2 separate regions of the Mus musculus genome follow, and region 2 is linked to region 1. Evidence: chromatin contacts called from public Hi-C data. All regions are on one chromosome and are shown on one strand. The core of a region is the stretch at or near the end of the contact, and the rest is flanking DNA. Distances in the headings are between cores, read along the strand shown.

What was found. Hi-C and Micro-C count contacts between places; a contact is called where the count stands out from the background.
Region 2: a contact with region 1 is called in a Hi-C map of bone marrow-derived macrophages, with 2.7 times the contacts expected there. The contact joins two enhancer-like sites. A contact is called at or near these places in 9 of 39 promoter capture datasets (the 3T3-L1 cell line, 3T3-L1-derived adipocytes, hematopoietic stem and progenitor cells and 5 more), 16 of 484 Hi-C or Micro-C datasets (ECoMG-derived neutrophils, the N1E-115 cell line, bone marrow and 12 more), 1 of 115 datasets of contacts at active chromatin or transcription factors (acute myeloid leukemia) and 3 of 9 other capture datasets (adipose tissue, liver and macrophages).

Annotation. Positions count from the first base shown.
Region 1 is chr13:110,182,797-110,186,516 of GRCm38.p6, forward strand. The region is part of intron 2 of Rab3c (RAB3C, member RAS oncogene family); the gene reads right to left. All of the region lies in intron 1 of Gm41057 (a long non-coding RNA gene), which reads left to right. Among named protein-coding and RNA genes, the nearest start is that of Gm41057, 3.6 kb to the left of the region's middle. Within about 2 kb of position 2,350, at least 16 of the 459 cell types and tissues checked have an H3K27ac peak or open chromatin away from gene starts, as enhancers often do. A contact at or near this core is called in bone marrow and bone marrow-derived macrophages, where this site is marked.
Region 2 is chr13:110,361,358-110,365,237 of GRCm38.p6, forward strand. All of the region lies in intron 1 of Gm41058 (a long non-coding RNA gene), which reads left to right. Among named protein-coding and RNA genes, the nearest start is that of Gm41058, 4.9 kb to the left of the region's middle. Within about 2 kb of position 2,519, at least 37 of the 459 cell types and tissues checked have an H3K27ac peak or open chromatin away from gene starts, as enhancers often do. A contact at or near this core is called in bone marrow and bone marrow-derived macrophages, where this site is marked.

The DNA.
Region 1 (3,720 bases), core at 1,100-3,599:
AATTCCCAGCGAGCAGGCTTTAAACAGCAAGGGATAATGAAGGATATGGCAGAATGATGTGTCCCCCTGGGGAGCAGAACCTCGTTACTAGTCAGATTATTTAAATCCTTTTCTACCTTCTTACTGATCCCATATTGTCCGGGACATATTGTGTGTGGATGCAACTTACCCTTACCCACACCCACTGTCCAGTACCTTTGGACAGTTTTCTTTTCTTTCTTGGCATAGATTGAATGCCACTGCTATAGACTGAGAATGTCAGGCCTGCTCTCTTCTCTGCACAACACACAGGTCTTATTTGTCATAGAGGAAAACTTCGAAATACTGGAGATGTGGAGAAAGGTGATCCAGACCCCTGACAACCACTTTCCCAAAACAGCCAGCTGATAGATATGTTGAAAACCCGTGGGTTTAACTCTCTGTCTTTTCTTGTGATCTTGTCTCCTTTTCACAGGATGTTAATTTTATTGTGATGGTAAAGCCATTTATTGTAGTACCTTAAAATGCATCAATTTCACACTGTGGTATTTTTTTTAAATTATTGAGAGAGAGAGAGCAAAACTCATGATTCCATTATACTGTAATTGAAATGGCACAGGAAGGTGTTCAAAGCACAGGGTTGAGTCACCATTACATATCAAAATTGGGGAAAGGGACAGACAGAGAAACAGCTTTCAAGAAAAGAAAAAAAGAAGAAGAAAGAAGCTTTCAGATAGAACTTAAGTCACAGCAAGGGGTCAGATCTCCAATATCATTATGACAGAATCCAGAAAAACAATCCAATTGAAAATATTTATCACTAAAGCATTCGGAGAGAACAATAAATTGTACCAAAGTAAGCAAGTGTAGTAAGAAGCACACATAGGAACCCTGCAAACTTTTACCCATTAGAAGAACTTTATTAGGCAGAACACCACTGTTCCAGAACTTTAAAAGATCGAAATTGTGAAAATATTTGCAAAGATCCAGGCATCATAGTGATTTAAGATTGTGATGGAGACATTTTACTAAGACATTTGATTTACCGACTGTTATGGATGGGCTACCTTGAAGATTTCTTTCCAGGCTCCGTGAATGTGACTTTATTTGAGAAAATGGTCTTTGCAACTGCAGTTAAACATATGTGATGTCATACAAGATTAGGTAGCTTTTACTCTCGTGACTAACACCTTCATAAAATGAGAAGACACGGGGGGTTGGAGAGATGGTTGATTCCCTTAAGTAGATATACTGCCCTTGCAGAGGACCTGTTAAGCTCCTCATACCATGTTGCACAGCTAAAAACTGCCTAGAACTCCAGTTCCAGGAGATATGATAGCTCTGGCCTTTACAGGAAATTGCATTTGCATACACATACCACTCCTACCACATACACACATAGAGACTCACACTCACACACTCACTCATATACTCACACACATACACTCACATGTGCACACATACATAATTAGCACAATTAAAAGGTATTAAAACAGAATGAGAGTCAAGAAAGCTGTAAAGGGGAAGAATGGGATTGGAACAGTGCATATGGAAGAGACATATGCCAAGAATCGCAGGCACTCTCTAGAGACCACAGGACAGGCAGGGAAGACCATCTCTCCTGCTGCAGAGAGCAAGGCCCAACCCATTTGTGACTGGTCAATAGGCTTCATGGGAAATGAATGCAGCCACTGATTCCGATCTCCCATCTTTATGAGCAGTGTGAAGACAATATAAATTTCACAGTTATCTATACAATCTTTAAGTTACTGCAGAAAAGTATTAAAGACAATTAAAGGTAGCCTTACACAGAAGTCTAAACATAGTCTCCCAGCGACATCAGCAAAGATATGATGCTAAAATACAGTATCGGGTTCTACTTAGGTAAAGTTAGTCATTTAAAGAGATGATTTGATAAATACCACTCTTAAAAAACTGGACTATTTACCTACCTACCTACCTATTCTAGTAATTATGTCCTATTAGAAAATGGAATAATGCTATTTGAAGTGACAAAAATTATATGTTCCTTCATGTTAGCAGTTTATTCCTAAATGATTGAGATACTGTTTAAGAATAAACAGTTAATGTCATAGCTGTGGACATTGAGGAACACATCTCCCTCAAATAGCAAAATAATGATTACACATCTCACTTTATGATATGCGACTGTCCCAAATTGTAGCTATTTTTTCATTCCTGCAAATAGACATGAAGCAGCATTCGATTTAGTCTTATGAAAATAGCAAACAATAATAGGAGTCTTAAATATTTTATGCTTTCTTGCTGCACACTTACTTGGGGAGTGAAATATGAACTCTTCCTTTACCACAGTTAGTCATCCGTTAAAAGAAAATTTACAAACCACTTCCCCTTGCTGACCTTGTGCAAGCAATCAGTGTGACTCCATTTACACACACTTTATTACATGCACATCTGTAAGAGGAACCCACATTGTGGAAGGGAGCAGTAATAAACTAGCTTCTAAACATGTATTTAATCAATCTAAGTGTTCTCTTAACCTACTATGGGGGATCTTATTGATGAGATTTAGCTTGCTATAATGTTTAGTTCTGAAATACCAAAACTTTCATTTTACAATGGCATCTACTTCAAAGTAAAGCCTAATAAATTCAGCCTGGGGCAGAAGGATAAAACTTGACCTATTATTTCATGGTAGTGTTGCCATGGCAATTCATCTTTCCTGGCAGAGAGGAACAGCCATATATAGCTCTTTTACAGGGGGGTCTTTGACTTTGCTGTCAATAATACCCTGACATAGCTCCTTAGTCCATGTTTCTGCTTATGGAACGCGGAGATATTTTTTTTTTTTTTTTTTTAGTAAACATAACTTAAATACTGGTACAAACTCACTCTGATTTTAATAAAATTCACAACCCAAACAATATAAAGGCATTTTTTTCCCTCATTCCATCTCAGGATTTTGTTTTCCATCTTGGTTTTCTGTGATCATTAACCACAAAGGCAGGGAGCCTCCAGTTTAACTTTCTTCTTAATTAATCTTTTTGACATACTTCTTCCCAGTGGGATTTTGATTATGTTCGATTTTTTTTTTAAATCCTGAGGCATAAATACATAAATGCAGGCAGCATATTCTCTTCCTTCATAGAACACAGCACAAAAGGCTAGCACCAGATCAAATGCTCGACGCTTACAGAGTAATGGGCTTTTCTGTGATGCCTTTACCTTAAACTTGGCTGCTAAGATGCAAAGCAACTCCTCACAAAGGATGGAGACTTTCATTCACAAAAGCCAAGAGTCTGGTTGATAGATGGTACCTACTCAAGCAATGGGGCTGTTGATCTGCATTGAATAGGAATAGTTGTTACCTGGAGGATAGCCGATTTGAGGAGTGGGAGGCAGAAAAAAGAAATCCCCATAGGTTACCATTATGGATATGTCCTTAAAGATTCCCCTGAATCAATAAACATCACAGCAAGGAGCTGTACTGAGACACATTGCCATTAGCCTACCTTCAGAAAGCTTGTTCCATGGATAAATGTTGAGAAATATAAGGTGTTATAATGGAGAAAAAGGAGGTTCCTTGGCACTGTTCAGGGAGTGACCTGTGTGGCTCCCGGAAGCTATTACACTGAAAACCAGCATTGTGTAGAAGGGCAATGTAGGTGCCCCAAAGAAGCCAGGAGAGAGATGAAACTCCACGTTTGCTTAGGCTGGTGGGCTATTCTCATCTGCCAATGCTCCTTCAGGCCTTCACAG
Region 2 (3,880 bases), core at 1,269-3,768, 180 kb after region 1:
AAATCAGAGGAAAAAAGCATTGGAGATTCATAAAAATGAGTTGAATACAGCCCCCAAATAAGCAAGCCACTAATATGTATGGGCATTGTGGACTGTCATACTGTGGGATTAAAGAAGCCACATACATAAAAGTGCATACTGTGTGGCTCCATGGATATGAAACCCCAAACACATGCAACTGTCTACAAGTGTGTGATGAGCAGAGTCAGAAGTTCTCAAGGGTCTATAGACTTGGAAGCCAATACAAAAGGGCTTCCCTGGAGACGTCACACACCCCCATCTTCATGGTGGTTAATCAACACTGAAGATTGTGAACCTTATATACAAGACAATTGTTTTCAGATATATATTTAAATATATACAATTGTATATACTTATTATGTATAAGGTTATATGTTCTATATAACATATAAAGATTTATATATATATGTATGTATATATATATATAATAGTATATATTAAGATACATAGTATATTACAAATGTGGTATATATAAAAGTATAGTACATATCAGAAATAACTAGTAAAGAAATTTTAATAGACACAGAATTTAGGACAATCCAGATATATTTTTATTGAATTTATTTATTTATTTATTGTATTTTTTGACAAATTGCTCTGCAAGACTGAGCGGAGGAATACTTTGGAAAGCTGTCAGTAGACTTTGAACTAGGTGGACTCTAAGTAATCTGGTCTTACTGAGTCTAGGAGTTGGTGAGGCTGTGTGGGTGAGGCAGATGGGGGTCGTTGATGATTCAAGCCCAGCTTGAAGCAAGGCTTTCGACTTCCTGGAATTACGGCTATGTGCTCTCACTGAGATAGGGAGATTTCCTCGAGATTTCTATTCACCAAAATTCATGTATAACCGAAAACCACGATGCCATGTAGTAATGTAACCTATAACAATTAGCATCACAGCTACAAAGCACTACTGTGCATCACGGTCTGTTCAGCCATAGGAAAACACAGGATGCATGGTCCCTCGGCTTCTTTAACAACCACTGAGTATTGATTCCGTGCATCAACACAACCGCCATTATAGTGAGACTATGCTTGAAACTGGGTTTTATGTCTAAAATATACTTCCTTCCAGTCCGACTCCCTTTCTTCATCTAAGGCTTTCTTAACTGCTATCAGATCAGATAGGAGGACTTGAGGCTTTGACTCCACTTGAACAACACTACCTCTTCTTCCATTTACTCCTCCCCACCTCTACTCTTGGTCAAGAAAATAAATGAGCACTGAAAACTTTGGTACCCATTGCATATGGAAAGAAGTTGGGCCACTTCACTCATCCATGAATGAAACACTGTGTTGCCAAGCTCAACATTTCTAAGGCAGGAATCAACTTACCTCAGACTGTGTGTACCTTTCTAAGCCATACAGTTATACACAACTTCAGCATACCTTTAGGTTCCTCTGATGATATTACTATAGACTAGAATTAATAACAGACTCCAAGGTAGTCATTGTTTGATTCTTCCAATTTATTTGGGAGATGTTTAGAATAATATAATATCCTAATTTTTTTAAAGTAACTGACCATTTTTTTGAGACTGGACCTCAATCAGGCTAGAGTTGGGAGCATTTGGATCCATAGAAACCTGGCTCACATAGAGACTGTCAATCACTCCTACCACTTCTAACATGGTCGAGGTAAGGGTTGGCTTGCTAGCTTCTCCAAGGAGAGCAGCACTGTGAGTCCCGGCCCTGAGCCCCAACATCTCACCTGCACATTGATTCTGAGAAAGAAATCTGGGAAGGTACAGTACAGTAATTGCTTTCAATCTGCTGTTTGTTTGTTTGTTTTAACAAAAATAGTGATTTCTTGAATAACTCTGGTCTCTCAGAGCAGAAGACAATGGAATCAAACCAACACAAACAGACATGGCATGGGGCAGAGGACCTATCTCTAAGGATCCTGGTAATTAGAGCACACTTCACTCCCTCTGAGGAAAACATGCTTCAGAAGTCATTGCTCCTCATAGAGATGTTGGTTAACCAGGGTCTACACAAGGACACTGGTGATAGCCCAGCAAGGTTCATGGTCCTAGGTGGGTTAGAGGGATTCCAAATATCCCTGCTTTTATTTTCCCACAGAGACCAGCAGTTCTCTTTGGCTGTGCTAGCAAGAGCTTAGGCTGAACTCCAAGGGCTCCTTAATAGACATGTCTCTGAGTATATGTACCTTATATTAACTTCTTAGAATTGTAAGTTCCTCTCTGTCCACTCTCTTCAGAATCTCTGCCCATCATAGAACTGTCATTCAATGACAGGTACCTCAGCTCCCATGTAATTTGACTGGCATTTTAGGTAATAGGAAACAAAACAAACACTACAACTCTGAATTTCAATGGTAATGAACTCCTCATCTTTACTAGAATATTCCAAGGCACTCTTAGCAATATGAATCTTTAGGTTCTCAAAGTCCTTGAGGGTGTTCTCAAGCCTTAGTATCTAAACGTTTTCCCTTAAGTCCTTCAAAGTCCTCAGGAGGCCTGAGTCATTCTAGGGCTTTCTTTGAAAAGATCGTGCCCTTGGTATCTTGAGCAAACCACTTAAGTCTTTACTTCACCTTTCTTTACCATAAAAAGGGAACTCGAAAGTGTCGCAAAGGAAAACGGTCTCCAGTGGTCAGAGTTCATCGGAGACAGCTCTAGAATTATTTGTAGGCTGGCTAAAATAGCACAATACTGATGCATATTTTAAGCAGTTGGACAACTACTAGACACAACTATAAACCATTTACATGGAATTTTTAAGCTTATAGAAAGCATGAAGGTGGGTGCCATTCACTGGATGGGAGATGATGGGATGAGGCATGGTCAGTGAAACGATCTACTAAAGATAGCTTGCACCATGATATTTGAATACAGAGCCTGTGCTTTGAGGACTAGGTCCCCTTGCCTGGGTTCAAATCCCTGCCATGTTGTCTCACATTAAATCTGCTTCATTTCAAAGATGTGCAGTTGAATTCTTACAATTTTTCTGTGCTTTTATTTTTGTTAACCTTTCTTTTGGAATGAAAGTATGATTATATTATTTCCCCATCTCTTTCCTCCCTTCAACTCCTTCCATGTCTCCCACCCACCCCACTCTCTCTCAAACTCAAACTGCTTAATGTTAGGTATAGGTATGTGATTTCAGGGCTGATGGTTTGGTACTGAATAATCAATTGGAGGCCTCCTGCCTGGCAAGATTATTTTCCCCATACAGTTGATGCTTCATCTGACTAAGGGTATTTGAACCACACTAAAGATAGTAGACCTGACTGTGGGGCATTTGGATAGAATGAAGGAGAGCCTCTCTGTGGGCTTTTATGAAGTCAGAGAAGGTTCAGGAAATAATCAAGGAGATAGAGCATGGAGGAGCTGAGTGTCAAGGACATGAAACCCAGAAATAAAATCTTGTGTGCAGTTCACAGGTTACACTGTGTTCAAAATGGGGCCCCTGTGATCCTTGTTGCTACTGTGGGGAACTGTGGAAACGACCTCCTGTTTGGTTCTAGCTGGACAGGGTTGCTTGCTTTAGTAGAGGTTGCCCACCAGAATACTAAAGGCTTTCAGGCAAGGGCTTGCTCTACACACCACCCCATCTTTTGTCGAAGCAACCATTGCAGCCTCTTTCAAGTTTTCCTCCTATCTTGTTATCTCTCTGTATTGCATCCCCAAAACTAAATGAGCAGCATTTCTTAAGTATTAGTCAGACCACGTCACCTACGATTAAGACGCTCTTGGTAGTCTTAGAATTAATCTACTTTCCCCCGTGTGCCACTCTTTTATGGATTAGAAGGCCTTCCATGATAAGCCTCTGTCTCCTGCCACTGTATTGTCCCCATATCTCTTCCCTACCTGCTATGCTTTGCTCCCCAAACATCTCC